Linked DNA regions of Mus musculus: region 2 is linked to region 1. The links are chromatin contacts, called in public HiChIP or PLAC-seq maps. All regions are on one chromosome and are shown on one strand. Each heading gives the region's core, a stretch centred on a gene start, on an enhancer-like site or on the middle of the called end of the contact. The rest is flanking DNA. Distances are from core to core; before and after follow the strand shown. Region 1 holds the start of Pipox (pipecolic acid oxidase). Region 2 holds the start of Taok1 (TAO kinase 1).

Region 1 (5,727 bases), core at 1,496-3,995:
CATTTGTGTTCTGTGTCTCTGTATCAATTTCCTATCTGCGTTTCTACAAAGCAGGGAACTCATGCCTGCCATTTGGAATCAACATGTCAGCTATTTGCTTAGCTATTCCCCGATGTTGGATCGTTTCCATTATTTTTTAATATTATAAGAGCTCAGATATGCATGTCTTCATATAAAAGCCTTCTCCTCCCCCGAGGGAATAGTTCACCAAGTAGAATTTCTAGGTCAGAATATTTGAACTATTTTATCCTACTGTCCATGGCCCCAGAACGCTCCACGGGACCCTGTATGAATTGCAACTCGGACAACATAATAAGGTTGTATCATTTTTATTTTTGTTTATTTAATAGACACATAATAGTACCTTCGAGTTATTTAATTCCCTTCTCTTCGCCTGCTGGTGAGACTGGGCACACTTCCATGCAAGGATTTATTGCCTGCTTTTCCTTGCGTGCAAGCTGTTCATCTCCGCTGACATCTTATCACAAGAAATCCAGGGGCCGATCTTATATATTTCTATCAAGCCCTTACACACTCAGGGTACCATATTTTTCTTGGTTATATCTGCTATTATTTTACTGTAAGGGATCTGTCCAGCGATGAGGCAGATGTTATCCTGTCCTCTGTGGGGTTGGGGAGGAGGGAGGGGACAGAATGCAGTGACCTTTAGACTCTATTTTTTTTTTCCTCCCTCAGAAGGAAGGAAAAAAAATCCAGTCAAATGGCAGTCCTTCTTTGCGTTCCTATTTTACTAGGAAAGGAAAGACCAGGCAGAAGACAACTAGTTGCTAAGGCTAGTCTGGGGATTGTCTGTGGACGTGTTGCTGGGGATTCAGTCAGCCACTGTGCCCCCCCCCCCCATCATTGTTTTCTCTCTTCCACTGTATGGCCACCAGATACACAGCAAAATGTTAAAATCAGAATCACGACTATAAGTTCTCTCATTGTCACTATAGCATTGTAGTGAGAGGGAAGTGTCCCCGGGCTGGGCTTGTGACTCAGGTAACAGAGTTTCAGCCTAACATTCATTGGTAAAGCCCTGGGTTTGGTCCTCAGCACCATATTAAACCAACATGATGGTACGGGTCTATTTTCCCAGGAGGTAGGGGCAGAAAAATCAGAAGTTCAAGGTCACCTGTGGAGGCAAAGCAGGTTGGAGGCCAGTTAAGCGATACATGAGACCCTGTATCCAAAAAAAACGAAAGAAAATACTAACAAGAAGTAAGTTTTGGAGCAGATAGACCTGGGTTCACATCTTAGCCTCTTGGCACACCTAGAATGGGTCCTTGGGCAGATCCTGCCATCTTTGTCTGTTTAGTGGTGTGTTTATGATTATAAACAACCAACCTCAAAAGTTAGTGTCTAAAAACAAGCATTTTATTTTACTTCATAAAACTGGGGAATGCTGACACAGCTTGGCTGTTGGGTCACGTGCCATGGACTGGGTCAGGTCATGGGTGGTTAGTTTGTCTGGACACAAGGTCCAAAATGGCTTCTCTTCCTATGTGTGACTTTTCTCATCTCTCTCTCTCACAGAGTGGCTGGACTTCTAACATGTTGGTTCAGGGTCTAAGAACGAGTGCTTCAACACAAGAAGATGTCCAAAGGCTTGGGTCAGAAAGAGGGTAGCAGTCACTGTATTCTATTGGGCAAGCATGTAATGGGAAAACCGACAGAGAACTTGAGGCTATCTCTAATCTGCTCAAAAAAAATGAGGATAAAAATACACACACACACATACAAAAAAAAAAAAAAATCCTGAGAATTTAATGAGATAATGTATTCCGAGGCAGATTTACCAGGAAGCTAATAAAACTTCAACCATGGGGCTCTCTAATTGAGCGGTCTCTTCGAAGTCCTGCCATCTAGTTTTGCATGACTAATTTTTTCTTTTTTTTTTTTTTTTCTCTTTTATTTTTAGTGCTGGGTGCTAAACCCAGGACCCCGAACATGCCAAACACAAAAGTCTACCGCTGAGCTAAGCCTCCAGGCCCCTTTCCCCTTTTATCTTAAAATGGACCCCCAAAGTGTATAAGAATCAGGACCTGCCAACCCTGGCTCTGTCCCCAGTGCCTGTAACAATCCCCATTGAGCCTGCTGCCTGGCACAGAAGGCTTCTCTGCACATGGCCCCTGTGTGTGCTGGCTGGTGCCTGGTTCCCCGTGTGCCTGAGGACAAGGTTCTTCCTCGCACTGTCCTTTCCTGGATTTTTTTTTTTCCTCTTCAGGATCATTTATTGTCCTTTTTTCAACATGAAAGTAAAACACACTGAGAATGATTTCATAATCACAAAACTGCCCTCCCAGTTGGCCCCTGCATCTACCCCCTGACCTCGCCACCCACCAGGGAGGAGGGCCATACCCTGGGCATCCTGCCAAGTTCTTGGCTGGCCGGGTAGCTCTCTGGAGGAAATCAAGCTGCAGAGAGGGAAGCCAGCAGGGGGAGGCAGCATTCCCGGGGCCCAGCTTGGTCTGGGAGGCATTGAAATTCCGGGCAAAGTCCTGAGACAAAGATCATAATGAGACAGGAAGGTGGCATGGGAAGGCGCCATTTGCATGACAATAATTGAGCCAAGAATAGCAAACTGGAGGGATGCAAGGGTGAGGCTAGCAGCTGAGCTGGGCGAAACCTCACAAATCAGTCCACCCAGCTCTGCTCTGCAGGGGGAGGCGGAGGCTGAGCCCTGTGCCAGGCTTTTTGGGGAGGGAAAGAAAGACAAGGACATGAGCCCCAAGGGATTGTGGGAACTCTAGTTTAGCTGGACTTTGCCTCCCTCCTCCCCCTGTAGCCTGGAGGTGCCTTTGTTTGCCTTCTCTTCAGTGGGCTTTGTGGCATCATGGCTGCTCAGACAGATTTCTGGGATGCTATTGTGATTGGAGCAGGCATCCAGGGCTGCTTTACCGCGTACCACCTGGCCAAACACTCCAAGAGCGTCCTCCTGCTGGAGCAGGTACACTGTGCCTTCTGCCCTTCTGCTATATAAGACTGTCCCCTCTTCTTTCCTCTCCTAGGGAGGGCTTTCCAGAATTTTTGGGCTATAAGTGAAGCCAAACGGTCAGACATCAGGAATTCTGTGCACTTCGTAGCTTCGTAGCCACTTCACGTGGATCTTGACAATGCAAAGAAAATTCCCACCCTTAAGTCCACGTGAGGTTTCTTGGTATACTCTTTTAAGTCTCTTAGTTCTTGCCCCGGATCAAGAAGTGTCCCACTTCTTTTCATTCTTGCAACCCTGTCTTGTCTTTGCCCACATGGTTGATACAACCAGAAAAAGAATCAATTCTGCTCTGGGTAACCTTAAATAAAGACAGTTTTGCCTAGAGGCAAAGGCTGATGTACCAGCTTTGGAGAAAGCTGCGTTTTCTCAGCTGCTCCTTCCAGAACCTAGCAGGAGCTGCTGTTGAATTCTTCCACCTTTGGGTAACAGCGACCTCCTCACTTGATGCCCGGGAACTAAGACACAGGTCGTCTTTCCTTAAAGGAAAAGTGATCACATGACTGCTTCAAATGAGGGTGGCACTGGGACCCTGCAGGGCCCCTCAGGGGTGGGGCCTATGCAATCTGTCAAGTTGAGTTTTCTACCCCTGTGGCTTCTTCCTTTCCATTCTGCCTTGCAGCTCTCTGAGCAGGTTACCACATCCTGGGAATTGTCTTCAGTTCCTCTGTTTTCCCAAAGCCCAAGGGATTTCTGTTACAACCTGCAGGAAAACCTCCATTTTGCTTCACCCCGCACCCCCCTAATCCTAAGATTGCTCCCTTATCCTGGGTACCTGAAGGCTCAGTGAGATGACATCCTTTTCCTGATCCGGAAAACCATGGGGCTCGATTTGCATAATCTGGAAGGTTTTCTGACTCTGCTTTTCTAGGCATCTAAGCAGGGTGTGAATTCAGTGGGATAATAGAAGGTTATTAACAAATGGATGGGTGGCTGCCAGGGCTATTTACAAAAGGAAAAATTTAGTCAGTGCTGAGGTACTATTGCTAACCAGAATGCCTGGCCAATCAGTGGGCCTCAAGGAGACCTGGAAGTATGGAAATATTTGAAAATATCTAGGCCTGGCGATGAGCACCTGAAAATCCCAGTTGCTCAGGAGACCAATGTAGGGGGATTGCAAGCTTAAGGCCTGCCTGGGCTACATAACATGACAGTGACTCAAATAAGAAATAAAAAGAGGTCTAGGGCAATAGATAGCTCATCTGCAGGGCACCTACTTGCCTCCTTTGTGCAAGGCCAGAGGTCTAGGCCCCAGGATTAGAAAGGAACCATTTGAAGCCTAAGATGGCTCCTAAAGAACAAAGGGAAGGCTGAGCCAAAGGGCAGTGACTTCCATTGTCTTTCTTGTCTTTCTTGTCAAGTTCTTTCTTCCCCATTCCCGAGGAAGCTCACATGGACAGAGCCGCATAATCAGAAAGGCTTATCCAGAGGACTTCTACACGATGATGATGAAGGAATGTTATCAGACATGGGCCCAGCTGGAGCGTGAAGCCGGAACCCAGTTACACAGGTGGGCGAGGGAGGAAGACCAGGAACACAGGGGACCCATCCCTCCAGGTGCTTTGAATGTGTGATGCTGTAAGGTGTGAACTTGAAATGCAACTGGAGGGACACAAGCCCAGGAGGGAGGTGCCAGTCATGTGGAGGCCTTCTGCTCACTGTCACAGATGCTGCTGGCCTCTGTACCTTTGAGTTCCAGGCCTGGTTAGATCCTGTGACCAAGGCTCTTACAGGTTGTTTTCTGAAAACTTAGAGGATGACCATGGACAGGTATCTAGAGCAGGCCTGCGCAAAGCCTTCCAGAGCCATCTTATAGGGCCTGCGTCAAAATCTATATAATTTTTTTGTTTTTTGTTTTTTGTTTTTTGAGATGGTTTCTCTGTGTAGCCCCGGCTGTCCTGGAACTCACTCTGTAGACCAGGCTGGCCTCGAACTCAGAAATCTGCCTGCCTCTGCCTCCCAAGTGCTGGGATTAAAGGCGTTAGCCACCACCGCCCGGCTAAAATCTATATTCTAACTCATGTCCTAACTTAAAAAATAGTATGTATAATGTATGTGTATGGATGTTTTGCCTACATACTTATATGTGCAACTACATATGTGCCTGGTGCCCAGAAAGGTCAAAAGAGAGTATTCAACCTTGGAACTGGAGTTACAGACAGTTGTGAGCTGCCATGTGGGTGCTAGGAATTGAACCTTGATTTTCTGCAAGAGCAACAAATACTCTTAACCACTGAGCCGTCTCTCCTGCCTCCTTTTTATGCTGTACCCTCATCCCCACAACAACCCTACAAATGCATTTTATTAATACACTATCCCCTGGGAACAAAAGCAGGTGTTCCAGGGGCCAGACTACTTGCCAGGAAGTGACCCTGAAGCAGCTTCAAACCTTAGGGTTCCTCTGACAGTGGCCTTTCTGACACTCTCAGGGAGGAACCAGAAACTACTCCTGCACCCCCTTTTACTCCTCTGAACTCTTAACTGAACCTCCTTTACATAACCCTGGCTCTGCCCCACAGGGTGGCAGTTATTTTAATGGCCGTGAACCAAGAGGTTACTGTTCTGTTACAAAAACACCATTAACTTAAGAACAAAGTGAAATCCATTATGCAAATACAGCCAGGGCAGCTAATTAAGGATTTATTCAGAGACAGCTAATACACCCAGCACCCAAATAAAGGAGAATGTCTTTCTGAGGAGTGGCCTGGCAAAAGGGACCCTTCTCTGGCTGC
Region 2 (6,132 bases), core at 3,169-5,668, 290 kb after region 1:
GAATCTCAGTAAGCTTGGGGTCAACCTGGTATACATTTTGAGCTCCAGGATATCCAGGGGTACACAGAGAGACCTTGACTCAAAAACAGATAAATAATAAGTACATATAAATCAGTCAATTAACCAAACAATCCTTCAACATAGTTTTATAAATAGCATCCACACAACATTCTTCCCCGCCCCCCACCCCCAGACAGGGTTTCTCTGTGTAGCCCTGGCTGTCCTGGAACTCACTTTGTAGACCAGGCTGGCCTCGAACTCAGAAATCTGCCTGCCTCTGCCTCCCAAGTGCTGGGATTAAAGGCGTGAGCCACCACCGCCCAACACAACATTCTGACAAAGATAAGAGTATCTTAAATACAATCAAGTCTTTAGATTTAACTGCTAATTTCCAGGAAATTTGCGCTTTGAAGCAAATGTGAATGATATCATGAGGATATAGTTAAGTCCAGAACGTAGACAAATTCTTTAGAATATTCTCTCCCTCCCTCTTTCCTTCCCTCTCTCCCTCCCTCCCTCCCTCCATCCCTCTCTGCCTGCCTGTCTTTCTGAGACAGGTTCCCACATTAGCTCAGGCTGTCCTTGAACTTGAAGCAATCCTCCTGCCTCAGCCTCCTGAGTGCTGGGACTGAGTATGAGCTATGGCTCCCGGCATTGTGATCTCATTTCTTCAGCAAGTAAATGTCAAACAAACAATGGAAAAGACAAAAAGACAAACTAAGCAGGCAGAAGTGTCAGGGAACTTTCTGTACAAGAAAAGAAGAAGAAGGTGAAGCTTTTATTAATCAAGTGTCAAGTGAGTCATGTTCAGATCCCAATTTAGATAAATGAACTGTCAAAGATATTTTGGAAATTATTGAGATAGGTGACCATGGATCAAATATTAAAGCTATTAAAATTTTAGACAAACTGTATAAAGATGTTGTAACAAAGCCAGAGAGTGGTGGCACAGGTCTTTAATCCCAGCACTTGGGAGTCAGAGGCAGTGAGGTCTCTAAGTTCAAGGCCAGCCTGTTCTACAGAATGAGTTCTAGGACAGCCAGGGCTACATAGACAAAACAAACAAACAAACAAACAAACAAGAAAAAAAGAAAAGACAAAGAAAGAATGGTAAATAGAAAACAGATAAATAAATTAGATGTTCTGAGATGCCTGGGAGCCTATAATACTAAAACGCCTGGGCTGCAAGAGAACTCCTTTCATGTAAATGAACAAAAAAGATTGCAAATAGATAAAGTCAGATGACAGGCACAGAGATTACTATTCTATAATAATTCTCCTGTTTCTGTTTGAAGTTTCCCATAAAAATACTATGGGAGGGTTCGAATCTCTTTCTAGTCTTATATATGAAACAACCAGGAGGCAGGGAACAGTGCGTGTGCGTGTGTGTGTGTGTGTGTGTGTGTGTGTGTGTGTCCTGGTGTTGGAACTCAGATTTTCCATATGATGAGCAAATGTATTACTATAGCTCCAGGCTGTGGGAAAAAACTCTTATGGTGACAGACCAAAGTTAGAGATACACATATTTTAAGTGTTAGGTGGAGGAGGAGGGGCCCTGTTTGGAAAGGAAGATAGAAAGAAAACTGCTTTTTTTTGAGGGGCTTTGAAAAGGCAAGGAGGGATAGTTTCAAGAAGGAAGTGTCAGCTATGTCAAATGTCGTAGATTACAGGAAGAAAAGGATTAAATGTTTTCACCAGATAGAGCAACCAGGGTCAATATGATCAGGTTTCAGTAGCCAAGGTTGGCCTGGAACTCAATCCTCCTGCCTCAGCCTCCCAAGTGGTAAGATTACAGTCATGTGTTACCACCCAGCTAATCCACAATTCTGTATATGTATGCACATGTGTTTGGAAGCTTGTACTTACGGATGCTTGATGCTAAACATCCCCACTGGGAGACCAGGCTGGCCTTGAACTCACAGATGTCTACCTGCCTCTGCCTCTCTATTGCTGGGTCTGAAGGTATGAGGCACCATGCCTGGCAGCTCTCCATTTTAAAAGAAAATATGTATTTTTAGTATGTGGGTGTATGATGTGTGTATGTAGGCATGAACATTGCAATGCAGAGATATGGAGATCAGAGGAGAACTTTGTGGAATCAGGAACTTTACCTGAGTTCCTGGGACTGAACTCAGATGGGCAGGTTTTCAAGGCAAGACCTTTTACCCACTGAGTCATCTTGGTAACCCTTCACTTTATTTTTTGAAACAAAGTCTCTTAAGACTGGAATTTGAGCCGGGCGTGGTGGCACACGCCTTTAATCCCAGCACTTGGGAGGCAGAGGCAGGTGGATTTCTGAGTTCGAGGCCAGCCTGGTCTACAAAGTGAAAGACTGGAATTTGCCCTATCTAGCTGCTGTGAGTCCCTGTCCTCCTAGCTCTACCTCCCCAGTGTGCGGATTATAGGTGCACACCATGTGGGTGCTGGGGATTCGAACTGACCTCCTTCCACAGCACTTTAGCAGCTGAGTCATCCCCTAGCCCCAGCATGTTTTCTTAAATGACTGTAGTCATGGGCATTGGCTTTTTTTTTTTTTTTTTTGGTATGTTTGCTTGATTTTGAGATTGAGTTTTATATAACCCCAGATTGGCTCAAATTCCTTATACCAGGATAACCTTCACTTTGAACTGTTGATTCTCCTGCATCCACAACAAACAACAAAATACTGGGAGAGGTACATAGGACACCACACTAGGAACACACACACTTTGTGTCTGTATGAATGTGTTTGTATGTATATATATATTTGGTTCTTTTTTGAGACAGGGTCTCTCTATGGAGCCATGGCTGTCCTGAAACTTGCCTTGTAGATCAGGCTGGCTTCCAACTTACAGAGATCCTCCTGTCTCTGCTTCCTGAGTACTAGAACTAAAATTGTGCATCACCATACTCCGCTAAAAGAGGTGGGTTTTTTTGTTTGTTTTTTTGTTTTGTTTTTTTTTTTTTTTGTTTTGTTTTGAGACAGGGTTTCTCTGTATAGCCCAGGCTGTCCTGGAACTCACTTTGTAGACCAGGCTGGCCTCGAACTCAGAAATCCACCTGCCTCTGCCTCCTGAGTGCTGGGATTAAAGGCGTTCGCCACCATACCTAGCTGAGTTTTCTGGCTTTTTTTTTTGTTGTTGTTGTTTTGTTTTTTTTTTCTTTTTGTTTTTTTTTTTTAATTTTTTTTTCATTTTTTCTCTCTTCTTTTTTTCTTTTTTCTTCTTTGAGTTTTCTGTTTTTTAAAAAGATTTTAATTAACGTGTGTGTGTGTGTGTGTGTGTTGGTTTTGAGTTGTCTTACACGGGTGCTGGAAAACTGTCCTCTGCAAGACCAAGCAGAACTTGCTCTTAATTTCTGAACCCCCTCTTGCGCTCTTGCTCTCTCTCTGTCAATATCTAGAGAGGTTGTTAAAGTATAGCTCAAGCTGGCCTCTATCTAACTCAGGCTCATGATTTCCTGCCTCAGCCTCTTGTGTTGGGTGGGATTACAGAATACAGGTGTGACCCATCACTACCAGGTCACTTGTTAGATCCTCAATAACAATTACAGTCTGTTCTAGCTAAAGTCCTAGACTAGATCGGGGGTGACTGAAGATGGTGTGTGTGTATGTGTTTTAAAAAACTGTTTCTAAACCCACGCTAAGATTTACCTCTTTCCTACATAGACTACTTTACTTTGTTGCTTTTAGACTGGGTTTCACTGTGTAACCCTGACTAACCCAGAATGTACTAGGTAGACCAGGCTGGCCTAGAACTCGGATCTACCTGCCTCTGCTTCCTGATTACTGGCCAACTTGCTTCTTTTATACTGAAAAAGATCTTTTACTCTAAGTCTACAAAGCCCTTTGAAGTTCTTTTTCTTCCATCACAAATATGGCTTATATGAAAGTCTTTAACTGCCGTTCCCAAACTAACCATCAGTACCGCACAAACGCAGGTACATAGTGATTATGCTGCGAAGTTTATCCCTGAGTCCCACGAGGAGTCCAACTAAGGTGTGTGTAGGAATGAGATGTTCTCCACTTTGGAGCAAAGTTTCAGTTTGGCAGTATTAGTGGGAGGCTGCTGTTCTGGAGGTGGGAAGAGGGAAGGACTGCGCGGAGCTCTTCTCCCCAGGATTTCCGGGACTGACTAGCACGCACCTGACGCCCGCGTAGCGAAGGCGAGCTGAGGGTGGGACTGGACCAAGCCTAGCACTCCGGGCCACTCGGGCCACTCGGGCCACTCCGCCCAGCTTTAAGTATTCGCGCACTCCCGAGAGGACGCCCGCGCGCCCGCGCCCGCGCGCGCATACTGTCCTGTCTCGCGCAGGGTCGGGCCTGTCAGGCAAGAACTCTCGCGAGATCTGAGGCTGAGATGTCTGTCGGGAGGAGGGGAGTGGTGTCGGGAAGGGGGGGGGGAGAGAACCTGGGCAGCGGCCGAGCTCTGTGGCTTCAGGGCTTGGAAGGAGAGAGGGAGGGTGGCGAAGAGAGTGAGCCGGTGCCGCCGCCCGCTTGAGGAGAGAGGAGGGGTCCCACTCGCCTTGCGCCCTTCGCGGGCTGAGAGCGCGGAGCAGTCGCGAACCTCCCAGGCCTCTCGGCCCCCGGGGACCCCGCCCCGCGGCCCGACGGCCCGCGGCCTCTCTTCTCTTTGTGAGCGCCCCCTTCCCAGGGGTGGTAGTGGTGGCGGAGGGGTGCGCGTGGGCCCGCCCGCCAAGGGGCCGCGGCGGGGGACCGACAGGGCCTCGGCTGGGAGGACCGGAGGCGGCCGAGGCCCCGGTCCGGTTCCCCCGAGGCGGCGGCGGCGGCGACTCCCGGCACTTCCCCCGCGCCATCTTAACTGAGCCGGAGCGTTAAGGGCGCCTCCTCGACCCCGGTCGTCCCCTCGTCCCCCCCTCCCTCCCCCCGGCCCCTTGTCGTAGAGCCTGGGCTGGGTGGCTGGGGGGGGGGCGGCGGTCTGTCGCCGGGCCCCCTCCTCCTCACTCCTCGCTCTCCAGCGCTGCGGCCACCGGAGCGCTCCAGGGGTCTGCGCCCGTCTGCTCTGCCCCAGACCTGCCGGCGAAGGGGTAAGGGCACCTCTGCTTTGGGAAAGGAAGACATGGAGGGGGCGGGGAGATTGTGCCCACTCAGGCCTCTCCGGGTGAAAGAAGAGATCGGGGATAGAGTGGGGGAGGGAGACAGGGAGGGTCTGTGAATCTGTGGGTGGGGTGAAGAAACTGGTGAGCTGGGCGCCCTCCTGTTTTGAGGGGCCAGAGCAATTGCATTCCTTTTTCCTAAGGGTCACCGGAAGAGGTGGTGGAAGGGGATGTTTCTAAGAAGGTGTGGCTCTAGTTAGGGAGATTTGAGTTGACGTGCACCCCGATTTAAAGGCGCGAGGTCCCTTTCTGGTCTCTGCTCCCGCTCCTCCTCCTTTGTAGCGTCTGTATTCTTGGGAATGGAGAATGCTCTGGACAGCCAACTGGATGATTTCCACTCCTCCCCAAGGAAGTCTGTACCTTTCTAATGTAAGGGGTGATGGAAGCATCCCCCCCCCCCATCTTCTAGTCTACTGCAGTGCTGCAGGAGTACAAGTCAGTTTCTTCGTACACATACCCATGCATACACAGAAGTGGGGGTGGGGGGCTGGAGCAATGGCGCTTCCCTTGGAGAGCTTAGTTTTTTTTTCCCTTTGCTTTTTAAATCGATGACAGTACTGTTCGGATATTCCCCTGAGATATGTCCATGGGAAGTATGTCCGCTCTTGTTACTGTTGGGATATGGCCTCGTGTTAGAACAGTTTTGATGTCTCTCTTACTCTGTTTTGAGAGAGGGGAGAATTCCTGGATGAACTGTTAAAGGGTCCCCTTTGGCTTTTGTAGTTCTTTGAGAATTATTAGAAATTATTACATTGAAACTCATATAATCAGACGTTTGCCTCGGGCTGTGACTTTTTAAGGTTAATAATATTTTGCATGACATTGATACAGAAAGTCTCTGAAAATTGTTACAAACTTTCATGTAGCAGATATTCCTTCTTAAGGAAATGTAAGGTGATGCACCCAATTCTGTTATGATCTGTGTTCTGTACTCATTTTTTTCTTTTTTGCTTCATGTCATCCTAATTTTAAAAGAAACCATCTTGTCTTGGCAGTAGTACTTGTTGATTTTTGTGGTTAGTAGAAGCAGAAATAACA

What was found. HiChIP or PLAC-seq counts read pairs in DNA pulled down with a chosen protein or histone mark.
Region 2: an H3K4me3 HiChIP or PLAC-seq map of embryonic stem cells shows a contact between it and region 1, with 12 read pairs. The contact joins the promoter of Taok1 here to the promoter of Pipox in region 1. A contact is called at or near these places in 1 of 39 promoter capture datasets (neural stem cells) and 2 of 115 datasets of contacts at active chromatin or transcription factors (embryonic stem cells and memory CD8 T cells).

The regions. Positions count from the first base shown.
Region 1 is chr11:77,890,890-77,896,616 of GRCm38.p6, reverse strand. Pipox (pipecolic acid oxidase) reads left to right here and starts at 2,745. Exons shown (of 8, transcript NM_008952.2): 1 at 2,745-2,950; 2 at 4,357-4,505. The coding sequence starts at 2,837.
Region 2 is chr11:77,606,101-77,612,232 of GRCm38.p6, reverse strand. It overlaps Taok1 (TAO kinase 1), which reads left to right and starts at 4,418. Exons shown (of 21, transcript NM_001364134.1): 1 at 4,418-5,025.